Regions from separate parts of the Rattus norvegicus genome. Here region 2 is linked to region 1. Evidence: chromatin contacts called from public Hi-C data. All regions are on one chromosome and are shown on one strand. Each heading gives the region's core, a stretch centred on a gene start, on an enhancer-like site or on the middle of the called end of the contact. The rest is flanking DNA. Distances are from core to core; before and after follow the strand shown.

What was found. Hi-C and Micro-C count contacts between places; a contact is called where the count stands out from the background.
Region 2: a Hi-C map of liver shows a contact between it and region 1, with 4 times the contacts expected there. The contact joins the promoter of Nnmt here to the promoter of Nxpe4 in region 1. A contact is called at or near these places in 2 of 12 Hi-C or Micro-C datasets (both in liver).

What each region holds. Positions count from the first base shown.
Region 1 is chr8:57,613,978-57,621,217 of GRCr8, forward strand. Nxpe4 (neurexophilin and PC-esterase domain family member 4) reads left to right here and starts at 5,061. Exons shown (of 7, transcript NM_001025055.1): 1 at 5,061-5,133.
Region 2 is chr8:57,840,361-57,847,607 of GRCr8, forward strand. Nnmt (nicotinamide N-methyltransferase) reads right to left here and starts at 2,814. Exons shown (of 3, transcript NM_001106819.1): 1 at 2,466-2,814; 2 at 1,235-1,442. The coding sequence starts at 2,619.

The DNA of each region.
Region 1 (7,240 bases), core at 3,811-6,310:
ACTTAAGCGTTGTACAGGGTGATAAGCATGGATCGATCTGCATTCTTCTACATGTTGCCCTCCAGTTGAACCAGCACCATTTGCTGAAAATGCTATCTTTTTTCCAATGGATGGTTTTGGCTCCTTTGTCAAAAATCAAGTGACCATAGGTGTGTGGGTTCATTTCTGGGTCTTCAATTCTATTCCATTGGTCTATCTGTCTGTCTCTGTACCAATACCATGCAGTTTTTATCACTATTGCTCTGTAATACTGCTTGAGTTCAGGGATAGTGATTCCCCCTGAAATCCTTTTATTGTTGAGGATAGCTTTAGCTATCCTGGGTTTTTTGTTATTCCAGATGAATTTGCAAATTGTTCTGTCTAACTCTTTGAAGAATTGGATTGGTATTTTGATGGGGATTGCATTGAATCTGTAGATTGCTTTTGGTAAAATGGCCATTTTTACTATATTAATCCTGCCAATCCATGAGCATGGGAGATCTTTCCATCTTCTGAGGTCTTCTTCAATTTCTTTCTTCAGTGTCTTGAAGTTCTTATTGTACAGATCTTTTACTTGCTTGGTTAAAGTCACACCGAGGTACTTTATATTATTTGGGTCTATTATGAAGGGTGTCGTTTCCCTAATTTCTTTCTCGGCTTGTTTCTCTTTTGTATAGAGGAAGGCAACTGATTTATTTGAGTTAATTTTATACCCAGCCACTTTGCTGAAGTTGTTTATCAGCTTTAGTAGTTCTCTGGTGGAACTTTTGGGATCACTTAAATATACTATCATATCATCTGCAAATAGTGATATTTTGACCTCTTCTTTTCCGATCTGTATCCCTTTGATCTCCTTTTGTTGTCTGATTGCTCTGGCTAGAACTTCAAGAACTATATTGAATAAGTAGGGAGAGAGTGGACAGCCTTGTCTAGTCCCTGATTTTAGTGGGATTGCTTCAAGTTTCTGTCCATTTAGTTTAATGTTAGCAACTGGTTTGCTGTATATGGCTTTTACTATGTTTAGGTATGGGCCTTGAATTCCTATTCTTTCCAGGACTTTTATCATGAAGGGGTGTTGAATTTTGTCAAATGCTTTCTCAGCATCTAATGAAATGATCATGTGGTTCTGTTCTTTCAGTTTGTTTATATAATGGATCACGTTGATGGTTTTCCGTATATTAAACCATCCCTGCATGCCTGGGATGAAGCCTACTTGATCATGGTGGATGATTGTTTTGATGTGCTCTTGAATTCGGTTTGCCAGAATTTTATTGAGTATTTTTGCGTCGATATTCATAAGGGAAATTGGTCTGAAGTTCTCTTTCTTTGTTGTGTCTTTGTGTGGTTTAGGTATAAGAGTAATTGTAGCTTCGTAGAAGGAATTCGGTAGTGCTCCATCTGTTTCAATTTTGTGGAATAGTTTGGATAATATTGGTATGAGGTCTTCTATGAAGGTTTGATAGAATTCTGCACTAAACCCATCTGGACCTGGGCTCTTTTTGGTTGGGAGACCTTTAATGACTGCTTCTATTTCCTTAGGAGTTATGGGGTTGTTTAACTGGTTTATCTGTTCCTGATTTAACTTTGATACCTGGTATCTGTCTAGGAAATTGTCCATTTCCTGAAGATTTTCAAATTTTGTTGAATATAGGTTTTTATAGTAAGATCTGATGATTTTTTGAATTTCCTCTGATTCTGTAGTTATGTCTCCCTTTTCATTTCTGATTTTGTTAATTTGGACGCACTCTCTGTGTCCTCTCGTTACTCTGGCTAAGGGTTTATCTATCTTGTTGATTTTCTCAAAGAACCAACTTTTGGTCCTGTTGATTCTTTCTATGGTCCTTTTTGTTTCTACTTGGTTGATTTCAGCTCTGAGTTTGATTATTTCCTGCCTTCTACACCTCCTGGGTGTATTTGCTTCTTTTTGTTCTAGAGCTTTTAGGTGTGCTGTCAAGCTGCTGACATATGCTCTTTCCTGTTTCTTTCTGCAGGCACTCAGCGCTATGAGTTTTCCTCTTAGCACAGCTTTCATTGTGTCCCATAAGTTTGAGTATGTTGTATCTTCATTTTCATTAAATTCTAAAAAGTTTTTAATTTCTTTCTTTATTTCTTCCTTGACCAGGTTATCATTGAGTAGAGCATTGTTCAATTTCCACGTATATGTGGGCATTCTTCCCTTATTGTTATTGAAGACCAGTTTTAGGCCGTGGTGGTCCGATAGCACGCATGAGATTATTTCTATCTTTTTGTACCTGTTGAGGCCCGTTTTTTGACCAATTATATGGTCAATTTTGGAGAAAGTACCATGAGGAGCTGAGAAGAAGGTATATCCTTTTGCTTTAGGATAGAATGTTCTATAAATATCCGTTAAGTCCATTTGGCTCATGACTTCTCTTAGTCTGTCGACATCACTGTTTAATTTCTGTTTCCACGATCTGTCCATTGATGAGAGTGGGGTGTTAAAATCTCCCACTATTATTGTGTGAGGTGCAATGTGTGTTTTGAGCTTTAGTAAGGTTTCTTTTACGTATGTAGGTGCCCTTGTATTTGGGGCATAGATATTTAGGATTGAGAGTTCATCTTGGTGGATTTTTCCTTTGATGAATATGAAGTGTCCTTCCTTATCTTTTTTGATGACTTTTAGTTGGAAATTGATTTTATTTGATATTAGAATGGCTACTCCAGCTTGCTTCTTCTGACCATTTGCTTGGAAAGTTGTTTTCCAGCCTTTCACTCTGAGGTAGTGTCTGTCTTTGTCTCTGAGGTGTGTTTCCTGTAGGCAGCAGAATGCAGGGTCTTCGTTGCGTATCCAGTTTGTTAATCTATGTCTTTTTATTGGGGAGTTGAGGCCATTGATATTGAGAGATATTAAGGAATAGTGATTATTGTTTCCCTTTATATTCATATTTGGATGTGAGGTTATGTTTGTGTGCTTTCATTCTCTTTGTTTTGTTGCCAAGACGATTAGTTTCTTGCTTCTTCTAGGGTATAGCTTGCCTCCTTATGTTGGGCTTTACCATTTATTATCCTTTGTAGTGCTGGATTTGTAGAAAGATATTGTGTAAATTTGGTTTTGTCATGGAATATCTTGGTTTCTCCATCAATGTTAATTGAGAGTTTTGCTGGATACAGTAACCTGGGCTGGCATTTGTGTTCTCTTAGGGTCTGTATGACATCAGTCCAGGATCTTCTGGCCTTCATAGTTTCTGGCGAGAAGTCTGGTGTGATTCTGATAGGTCTCCCTTTATATGTTACTTGACCTTTTTCCCTTACTGCTTTTAATATTCTTTCTTTATTTTGTGCGTTTGGTGTTTTGACAATTATGTGACGGGAGGTGTTTCTTTTCTGGTCCAATCTATTTGGAGTTCTGTAGGCTTCTTGTATGCCTATGGGTATCTCTTTTTTTAAGTTAGGGAAGTTTTCTTCTATGATTTTGTTGAAAATATTTACTGGTCCTTTGAGCTGGGAGTCTTCACTCTCTTCTATACCTATTATCCTTAGGTTTGATCTTCTCATTGAGTCCTGGATTTCCTGTATGTTTTGGACCAGTAGCTTTTTCCGCTTTACATTATCTTTGACAGTTGAGTCAATGATTTCTATGGAATCTTCTGCTCCTGAGATTCTCTCTTCCATCTCTTGTATTCTGTTGGTGAAGCTTGTATCTACAGCTCCTTGTCTCTTCTTTTGGTTTTCTATATCCAGGGTTGTTTCCATGTGTTCTTTCTTGATTGCTTCTATTTCCATTTTTAATTCCTTCATCTGTTTGATTGTGTTTTCCTGGAATTCTTTCAGGGATTTTTGCCATTCCTCTCTGTAGGCTTCTACTTGTTTATTAATGATTTCCTGTGTTTCCCTAAGTGTGTTCATGTCTTTCTTGAAGTCCTCCAGCATCATGATCAAATATGATTTTGAAACTAGATCTTGCTTTTCTGGTGTGTTTGGATATTCCATGTTTGTTTTGGTGGGAGAATTGGGCTCCGATGATGGCATGCAGTCTTGGTTTCTGTTGCTTGGGTTCCTGCGCTTGCCTCTCGCCATCAGATTATCTCTAGTGTTACTTTGTTCTGCTATTTCTGACAGTGGGTAGACTGACCTATAAGCCTGTGTGTCAGGAGTGCTGTAGACCTGTTTTCCTCTCTTTCAGTCAGTTATGGGAACAGTGTGTTCTGCTTTCGGGCGTGTAGTTTTTCCTCTCTACAGGTCTTCAGCTGTTCCTGTGGGCCTGTGTCTTGAGTTCACCAGGCAGCTTTCTTGCAGCAGAAAATTTGGTCTTACCTGTGGTCCTGAGGCTCAGGTTCGCTCGTGGGGTGCTGCCCAGGGGCTCTCTGCAGCGGCAGCAACCAGGCTTTTTTTTTTTTTTTTTTTTTTTTTTTTTCTGACACCAAATGGCATTCACCCAACAGCCTGAAGGTAACTCACGGACATTCAGTGGTTATGCAAAAATTCTATTGAACTGTGACTCTGACAATCAGCATAGACACTCCACGCCAGGCTTGTCCCCAGGTAAAGATTGCAGGTCACAAGGTGGCCAACAGTGTTCACTACAGTTGCAAATGCACACAGCCATCCCATGTGGATTAACCTCTGAACACTGAGGTATACAAACTCCCTCTCCTCATCTTTGTGTCAACTGACGCTTCCAAGGGGGCGAAAAGTCACATCTACACGTAAAGATTCTGCCAGGCCGATTGACTGACTAGAACTCCATTTTTGTTACAAGTTGGAATGTTGCAGATCCAGAGCCAAACCAGCTTGCCCCTTGGTCCATCCCTGTCTGAATTAATGATCTCATTATCAAGTAAAAATTCTCTGGAATGTATTAACTTAGCGGACCACTGACTTCCATCAGCTAACACTGAGAATGCCTTATCAGTTAGCATCTGAAAATGCAAAGGGGCTGTTCCGAGATCTGCTGATACCCTCCTGCTTAGCATTGCTACAGAGGTATTTGAAAGTACTTTGATTTGTTTGATTAAAGACTTTATACAAACATTTCCCACATTGGAACGCTTTATTCAGGACAACCGGACTCTGTCCCTGGGTCACTGACATTTCCTAATTGACTCAAGCATAAACGGTCTCAGGTTCCCTTTAAAGTGAGACGTGTGCTTTGCACTGCTTGTGAGGATCTCACTGGACACCCCACGGTACTCGGTAAGTGCACGAGTTATTATGACCGGTTTATTATAAGTGATGCAGAGGCAAGCAGGTGAATGCAGTCACACGCAGGGAGAGGGACTAGGAGTGGGGGGGGGGTCGCCCACACCTCCCGAGACTCTTCTAGAAATGCTATCTTTCCAGAACACAGGCGCCTTAGCCAACGCATTCGCTCCTGCATTTCACTGTTGGAGAGTATCTATCACTTGCTCTTGGCTGCTCTGAGCCTCTCCGAAATGTGACAGAACGTTGTTAATTTCTAATCGTGTTTCTGGCAGTGTTGAGGCCCCACTCTGGGTCAGTCTCTCAGTGTGACTTAAGTATTTTCTTACGAATAACAGGTAACACTCGTATCTTACCCTTAGGAGCTCCGTGTCTGGAGTCAGGGACAAAGATCAAATGTGTTTCCTACGCAGAGCAGGTGGTTGACAACGCTGAAATCAGGTTCACTGAAAACACTTGAAACATGATTCTCTTAAAGACTGGTGTTTTTCTCTTAAAGAAGGATGTGGGCATGGAAGAACGCACAGACAGAGGCTGTGTAGGAGGGAGAGAGCAAGACATTACAAACTTATTAACCAGCAAAGTTTAAACAAGCAGACAAGAGGATTTTTTTTCTGAAAAATAATAGACGGTTATGGAGAAATAAAACAGTAGTCATGAAATAAATAGAAATGATCAAAAGAAAAGCAAAGGAAAGCGTAAAGCCTGGCCCCTTTCAGTGAGTGGGATGTTTAGGTAGCTTTGTTAGTGGCCAGGGCCAGAAACAGCCCCACACTGAGGAGCTCCCCGAGATTTTCAGGGCCCTCAACCCAGGCCAAACTAGAATTCACAGCTCGAACACTGAAAAGAATCTCAGGACAAAAGGGATAGCGCGAAGCAGGGTTGGAAATGCTATTGGAAAGATTTTTCATATGGGCTTCAGTGTTGAGAGAGAGAGAGACCCATCCAAGTGACAGTGTGTGTTTCCCGGAGGAGAGTTGGGCAAAACGATACCGATACCGACTCAAGTATGGGCACAGGCTCTTCTCCTGAGAGTGTTAGTATTAGCCATAAAGGCCATTTTGGTGGCTCTCAAGTTACATCTCAAGAGGTTGCTAGGAAACCGTCTCTCCACCTGTCTCTATAAGAGAGATACATACGTAAGGTGACTCTGGAGATGTCTTGGATAGAATTAGTCTGGCAAGGCGGTACCAGGAACAAGGAGTTTAGCAGAAGTCCTTTCCCTGCAGACGGGACTTCCGGGGTGAGTCCTAGAAAACTGCAGTTTTAGGCTGCGAACAAGAAAAGGTCTCAAGCAGTTGGTGGTGGCTCTGGGATTTACATTGCTCACTAGAGGTTTCGATCAGGTAAATGTTTAACGTCAGTGCGACAAGTGAGCATTGGCATAAAACAGGGGTGGGTGTCCCTTTGAAACGCGTCTCCGTCTCTATGACAAGATAGTTGACAGACACTTCTTAAGGAGGAAAGGGTCTGTGTCTGCTCATAACTCAGTGGTTTGGATCCATTATAGCAGAGAGAGTGCGGCAGAGAAGAACAGCTCACACTTTGGCAGCCAGGAAAGCACAGAGCGGGGAGAGCCTTCAAGTAAGTTTCCTCTTCAGTGGCTACTTTTGAAAAGCATTGGTTAGGTATTTCACTCAGATGGTTCCTCTGAAGGATTTGCCTGGTGCTTCTCCCTTCATTACGCTGGCTTTGGTAGAATCAGGGAAAGAACACCGGAGAAGTAAAGAGCCATTTTCCTTATGTCGTCATATTGGGAAGCAAAAAGCTGTGACTTAATCCTCTGGTGCTTGTGAGAGGTACCAGGAGCAGCAGCTGGAGACACGGCCCAACATAGGAGGTCTCTTCAGAGACCTTGACTCAGTGACTACAGTGTTCTTGACTGCACTGCAGAAAAGCACTCCAGGGCGAGTCAGTATACGCCAGAGTTGGACTTTCAGGGGCTGGAGAAATGGCTCTGAAGTGGAGACCGTGGCTCTTACAGAGGAACCTTGGTTCGCTTACTGGCACCCCGGACAGGTGGCCCACAACCACCCGGAACTCCAGCTCCATGGGGATCCAAAGCCCTGTCCTCTGAGGGCTCCAGCACATTGTGCACATA
Region 2 (7,247 bases), core at 1,564-4,063, 220 kb after region 1:
GATGGGCAGATAAATGGATGGATAGATGGATAGATAGTTGGGTGGATGGATGGATGGGTGAATGGGTGGGTAGACAGATAAATGGATGGATAGATGTTAGTTCCTTTAACCATTAACCAAGAAGCACTGACATTTCAGAACCCTCACCTGACTATCTAAGGCCCCAATAGAGAATTATTTAAAACAGAAACCAAGACACCAATCTTATTTCAACAGCTATAATAAATAAGTAAGTAAATAACCTCCAAATGAATTTAGCTAAAACAAGCCAATGATCTCTACCCTGAAAAACATCAATGGAGAATAGTGTAGACACCAACAGAATGGAAAGATCTGAAGAACTGAGAGGAGGAACCATACTACCCAAAGCAACCGGTGGAGCCAATAGCATTCTCTTTTTTTTTTTTTGTTTTTTTTGTTTTTTTCCGGAGCTGGGGACCTAACCCAGGGCCTTGCGCTTCCTAGGTAAGCGCTCTACCACTGAGCTAAATCCCCAGCCCCAATAGCATTCTCTTAAAACACTAACGACAGGGCTAGAAAACAATTCTAGAATTTTTAGGAAACCACACACACAAAGCCCAAATAGCACCAAGAAAATATCAGAAATCACACACTACTTAACTTTGACAACAGCAGCAGCAACAACAAAGCTATAGTCACCAAACCAGCATGGTATTTACACACAGAAAAAAAATACAGAAATAAAAACAACAACAGAACCCAGAAAATGCAGAATAATGGAACAGAACAGACAGTCTAGGATTAAGCCGTGTATCTGTAGCCAGTTGGTTTTCAATAAAGATGCTAAGAAGACACACTAGAGAAAGGACAACTTCTATGACAAGCACCTTATCCACTGATCATCTCCCAGATCCCAAAGTTTCTAACTTTGTGGATGGGGAGTTATGAATTCTTTTCCCATAATTGCTTCATGTCTTTTCTGTTGGGTTAAAAAAAAACCTGTCAATGTTTTGCCATTTCTGGTGGTGTGAGCATTAGGTACGCGTAGAGCCCCCACCTTGTGTCGGATAACTGGTAATAAAATAGTACTCAGGTGGTACATTTGACAGCCCAGCTACTCTCCTGGGCTCTCATCCTCTATCTGGAGTTCCCTTTGGTCCCTGTCTTTGAGTTTCTTTTGCATCTTTCATCTGGATTTTAGTGGTATATTTTTGGCTGGTAGAAACAACCAGTTCCCTTCAGAAAGTTGAAGAGTAGATACCCATCCCTCTACCTGTTGCCTTCAAGATCACACACATAGGTGACCACTGGGGACCAGTCAAAGGCTCCTGGCTCCTTCTTCAGCCACTTCTGCAGCTCCCAGAGGTTCTGGTCTGTGTAGTCAGTGACAATGATCTCCGTGAAGGACTCGCAGGCAGAGAGAAGCTGATAGATGGTTGGGCCAGAGCCAATGTCAATCAGGAGTTCTCCCTTTACACCATCTGGTATAGAAGAGGGGCGCGGAATCAGGCATCATAAGGGGACAGGCAGAGCTGAAGTTATACTGTCTTTACTGAGAGTCTGCCATTTTGTTTTTGTTTTTGTTGTTGTTGTTGTTGTTGTTATTGTGTAACAACTGAATTTAAGAACTGGAGAGATAGTCCAGCAATGAGGGCCAGCATTCAGATCCCAGAACCTGCGAACAAGTCAGGATCTCACAAATACCTGTGATCCCATTTCTGAGAGGAGCAGAGAGGAGAGGCTCTGGGGCTTACTGGCTTCCAGTCTAGCCAGCACACAAGCCCACAGACACAGGTGGAGAGAGTGGTGGAATCGGACACCTGATGTCCTCTCCTGGCCCCATGCATGCACCAGCATGGGGCATGTACACATACGCTTACATGGATGCATAAATTAAAAAAATTAATATTTGGGGAGATCTTTACCTCGTGAGTAAACAAATATTCCTTTCAATCAAGAATAGAAGAATTAAACTTCCTTCTTTCTTTTTCTTTTTTTTTTTTTTTTTTTTTTTTTTGGACAAGGCTGAAAAATCACTATGTAGTCCAGGCTGGAGATGATGTGCCAGATTCCGTCTCAGCTCCACACACCAGCCCAATGCTCTCCTGACCCCTCCTCCAGAAGCAGGGCGTCACCCTGTGAAGTTGGCTTTGGAGTCTTAGATCTGCCAATCTTCCTTTCTTGAGTCCTGTGCCCCCGACACCCAGCTCTCTTAGAATCTCTGAACTGTTCTGTGAGGTGAAGTGGCTCCTTCAAGCCACCTAGAAAGTCCCTGTAGCTACAAAGATAGTACTCAGAGCCCCTGGCCTCCACTTTCACAACCATACACAAGACAAAAGACATAAAATAACTTTGTAAAATGTAAAACAGCTTAGCCAACATTGACTTTTATTCTCATTGAATAGGTAAGTGTTGCCAAGAGACTGTCTAACAGCAACGACTAGACACAAGTCCAGTAATCCCCCGAGACACACTGTGACTCTTATTTAGACAGACAAACTTACCCAGGCAGAATATCTTAAAAAGATTTTTCAGCAGATGTCTGAGGATCTCATTTTCTGCACAGTGCCTGGACCCAAAGCTGTAATATTTTTCCAAGTAATCTCGAGGATTAAAATGACTTAGATAAGTGTCCTTGGAGGTGAAGCCAGATTCCATCGTGTCTCAGCTCTGTTGCACCAGCCCGATGCTCTCCTGTCTCCTCCTCCAGAAGCAGGGAGTCACCCTGTGAAGTTGGCTTTTGGAGTCTTAGAGCTGTCAATCTTCCTCCAGCTCGGCCCATGCCTTAGAGACATATGTTTGCTAAATATTAACAGTGAATAGACTGCAGATGTTCAGACTATTCCAGGAAGTGATGAAATTGCTGGAGAAGGGAGCTTAAGAGAAGAGGGGCGTGGCAGGGGGAGGGACATGCATTGCGCACAGCCCTCTTGCCCGGCGGTGAAGGTCGGCTGCAGAACTGCAGACAGGAGAAATGGCCCCACGGTGATTAACTCCTGGAAGACACCCTGGGTTCAGAGAGATGAGTCATCTCCAAACAATCCAGTCATCTTCTTGTTCTTGCAAGGACTCTTCCTGGAGGGGTGGGGAAGAGTCCCACAGAATGGTTTCAGTTTGAACATACAAAAGAGGGAATGTGGGGTAAGGAAAGGAGCTCATGGCTAAGGAATGCTGGCTAGAGAAAAATAATCTCATATGGAGTCTGGAAAGATTGCATGGACAGTGTCTTCCTAGATCCAGTATGGCTGCTGCACTCTTAAACATACTGCAGTTACGGCGATCTGCACAAGGCCAAGCCAGCAAGCAGCCAACTTGCCAGCAGGCAGCACCACTAGGACCCAATGAGTTCTAAAGCTGGGAGGGGTTGTGAACATGGAAGGAGGGTGTGTAAGGAGTGGCAAGGGATCGCCGGGGATGGTTATAATCAGGATGCATGGTAAGAATTACAAAATTGCCAAAGAATAATCAAAAGATACTATAAAATGTCCGAACATCAAATTAATCAATAAAAAACGTGTTTAAGGGCTGGAAACACAACTACTCATTTGGTAGAGTGCTTGCCCATCATGCATTTGGCCTGAGGCTTGATTCCCCAGCACTGCATAAATCTGCTATGGGGCTGCATGTGTGAAGTCCCAGCACTTAGCACTAGGAGTCAGAAGTTCAGGTTCATCCTTGGCCACAGACATAGTGAGTTCAAGGCCAGCCCAATGCATCTCCTACCTCTGCCACTGCTCTGCACACCTCCAAAACTCTCCCGGCAGCTCCCAGTGAATTCAAATTTTGTCGGTTGTTTCAAAGTAAACTCCAAGAAACCTCAATTTCCTTACAGAATTCCTCCTGTTCCATTTCTGGACTCACAATGCCAATTAGAACTCACACTGCCTAGCCAGACCCTTCTGTACCAGTATGCCTTTGCTCCTGGTTTTGTCTGTCAATTGTTTTTCTCACAGCTATCATAGAAGTGATAAACGTAACGACCAGTAGATCAGGGGCTGTGCCTTGAGTCTGTGTTTCCTGCTCTACCTCATGAGTTGCATCACGAAGTGGTTGCTCAAAACAGTGTTTGATTAACCAGTCCGAGCTGTTGCACCAAATGCAAAAGCCCTAAGTTCCAGGCATCCCATGGGTCGTGATTAAGCAAGGGCTCTTTGATTACAAGGCTTAGAAACTCACCCAAAGAATCTCCATTAAGGTTGGGAATAGAAGGTGGCCCACAGGTCACATAGTTACATATACAGGTTACATAGCTACACATACAGGTTACATAGTTAGACCCCATCTCAAGTTTTTTTTTTTTTATAATATAATAGAAACAAATTACAGGAAGTCTAATTGATAGAACAAAAACAAACAAGAACAACAACAGAAAACCAGACAGCTTTGTTATTTTTTCCTTGATTCTGTGTCCTTTTGCCTGTCTTTGTGGGGCTAGAGGTCTCTATTCTGTGCACATCAGTTTCTCTTGATCATCTACTGAATGCGTCTCCATTATGGCCTTTCCAAATGGCCAAGGGGATAAAAAGAGCCAAGTTCCTACATCCATCATCAGGAAGGAGAATAAAATTCTAATATCTCATTTACTCATGAAGAGAGGAATGCCTCCCAGTTTGTCTGATGCACAGATTTTAAATGATAGGAAGATTCTACAACTGGTTTCAGGCCAGTTCATTATAGAAATTAGGTGAATAAGCTCCACAGTGAAAGTATAACAGTCTGAGAACAAGCTCTGAAGGGGTTGGGCAGAGAGAACCAATTCCCTCACTTGGTCCTCTGACCTCTACACATGTGCTGCGGCATGAACACACACACACACACACACACACACACACACACACACACACACACACACAGAGGCATGCATGCACACAAAAGACAGAAGGAAGAAAAGATTAAATTATATTCACACATAATTCTTCAACAGCTATGGTTATAAGTTTAGGAAAAATACAAATACCATGGTGATTTGCAAAAAGGAAATGTTACAAACTAAAAATTACCCTTGCAAAAATTCTAAATTAACTACTGTCTCGTCGGTAAAAGCACTAAAACTCTTCTGTGGTGCTTAATACCTCCCAAGAACTTCCTGCAGCACTCCGTACATGTAACTAAATCTGACAGTAGTTGTGTGAATTAGGACTGTTGCCTCTGTGTCATCAGAGGCTGAGGCACGGAGTGGTTCCGTGACTCCATTAGGCCACAGCCCTGTTTTAGAGAAGGGCTAATTCAAAGGCCTTCTCCCATGACAGCTACACCACAAGCAAAGCAGTTTATGCCTGTGATTCACGACAGTCCAGCAATTAAAACTCAATGAGTCCTGGCCACCGCATTGGCACATCCCAGGGAGGTGACTGGATTTATTCAATAGGTGCAAAGGAACTGGAGCTCAGTTTCAGTGTCCGTCCACAATAGTAACTTCCCACAGTAAAGATAGAATGGAGCTTCCTTGACCCACTGATAAAGATCACGCGCAGACATTTTACTGACTGACCGTGCATTTGCAAGCTTTCTCTTTGACTAAGGTCAGACATGTGTGTTAACAATGATCAGGGTTGTTTGTTTGTTTGTTTGTTTTTCAGATAGAGTGTCGCTATGCAGACCCAGCTGGCCTAGACTCTGCTACGAAGACCAGGCTGGCCCTGAATTCATAGATACATATGTGACTCTGCCTCCTGTTACAATGGGATTAAAGGAATACACGACTACATCCTACAACAGTTATCAATATTAATAAAAGATCTACCAGAAATACTGCAACTACAGGAGATGAGGAAAATAAAGGAAACACTAGGATTAGAAAGAGAAGGAGAGGATCCATTATGGACATGGTCCCCTATTTAGGAAATGAAAAATAGCTACAAATTTGCCAGAATGAACACAGGAAGCCACACCTCCAGGTACAAAATCAACCGGCAAAATCAAATTTCTTTTCCGTTAGCAACAGTTTTAAAATGAAGTTCGAAATCAGCTTTTCCCATGGTGACACTAAAAAAATATGAAGTACCTACGACAAATATATACAGGACATTAATGGAGCAAAGTATCAAGTTTTATTGAAAGACATTAAAGAAGACTTAAATAAATGGAGAAAAACACCACTCTGCAGAGCAGACCGCTTAACATTGTAAAGATGTCAGTTCTCTGCAAATTGATTTATAGACTCAGTAAAATCCCAATTAAAATCCCAATAGGTTTTTTTTTTCCTAGAACTTGACCAACTGGTTTTAAAATTTATATGGCAGTGCCAAGGGCCAAGTGTGGGAACTCTTAGAAAGAAGACTAAGGCAGGAGGAACTCCCTGTGGCAGGCATACACACTTATTAGATAGCTATCACCATTAAGGCCGAGTGGTATTGGCAATGGGTTTGATGAATAGATCCAGCCATGGACAAGAGTGGAGGGCCTCGGACAGACCCATCCTGTAGACATTTGACATATACTTGGGAGGTCACTCAGGTCAGCAGGGAAAGAGATAACTAGCCCAGGAATAGTTGAGTATCTGTAGGGAGGAGAACGGTGTGAGAGCCCCGGCTCGCACTGCAAGCAGGAATCAATTAAGTCTTATTAGTCAGTTATATGTACAGAGCAGAAGACTCAAGATTCAGAGAATAGAGGAGAATGTTGTCCTAGCCTTGGGTGTCAGGAAGCATTTCTTCCAAAAACAAAAGCCATTTATTAGGGAAAGACTTATACATTTGAATATGTGACAGTTAAAGATGTCCACTCCATGCACATGTCGAGGGATAGGAGAGTCAACTGACAGGCTGAGAAAAGCTATGCATATAGAGCTGACAGTGGACTGAGAGTTCATTCATTTACTTATTTTTGGATTTTTTAAAACACGGTCTAGCTATGTAGACAAGACTGGCCTCAAACTCACATAGATCTCCTTGCCTCTGTCTCTCAGGTGCTGGGATTAAAGGTGTGAGCCACCAGGCCTGTCTGGGATACAGAATTTTAAAAAACACTTTTGCAAACTCAAAAGACGATAAAAATGGAAAGAGAAGACTTGAACAGACCTTTTATAACAAAGGAACGCCCCCCCCAAAAAACCTATAAAATGATACTTAATTTCATCAATGAAATATAATTAAATCATAGTGAACTTTTACTACATATGCATCAAACTGGCACAAATGACTTGTTACCAGAACCAAAAACATTTGTCAGAGAATATACAAAAGAACTTATTATTCACATCGACCACCGACAGGAGTGTGTGTGTACACCAGACTCAGAGTTTGCACTACAAGGTACATGCCCAGAGAAATCCAGGGGCATAGCCA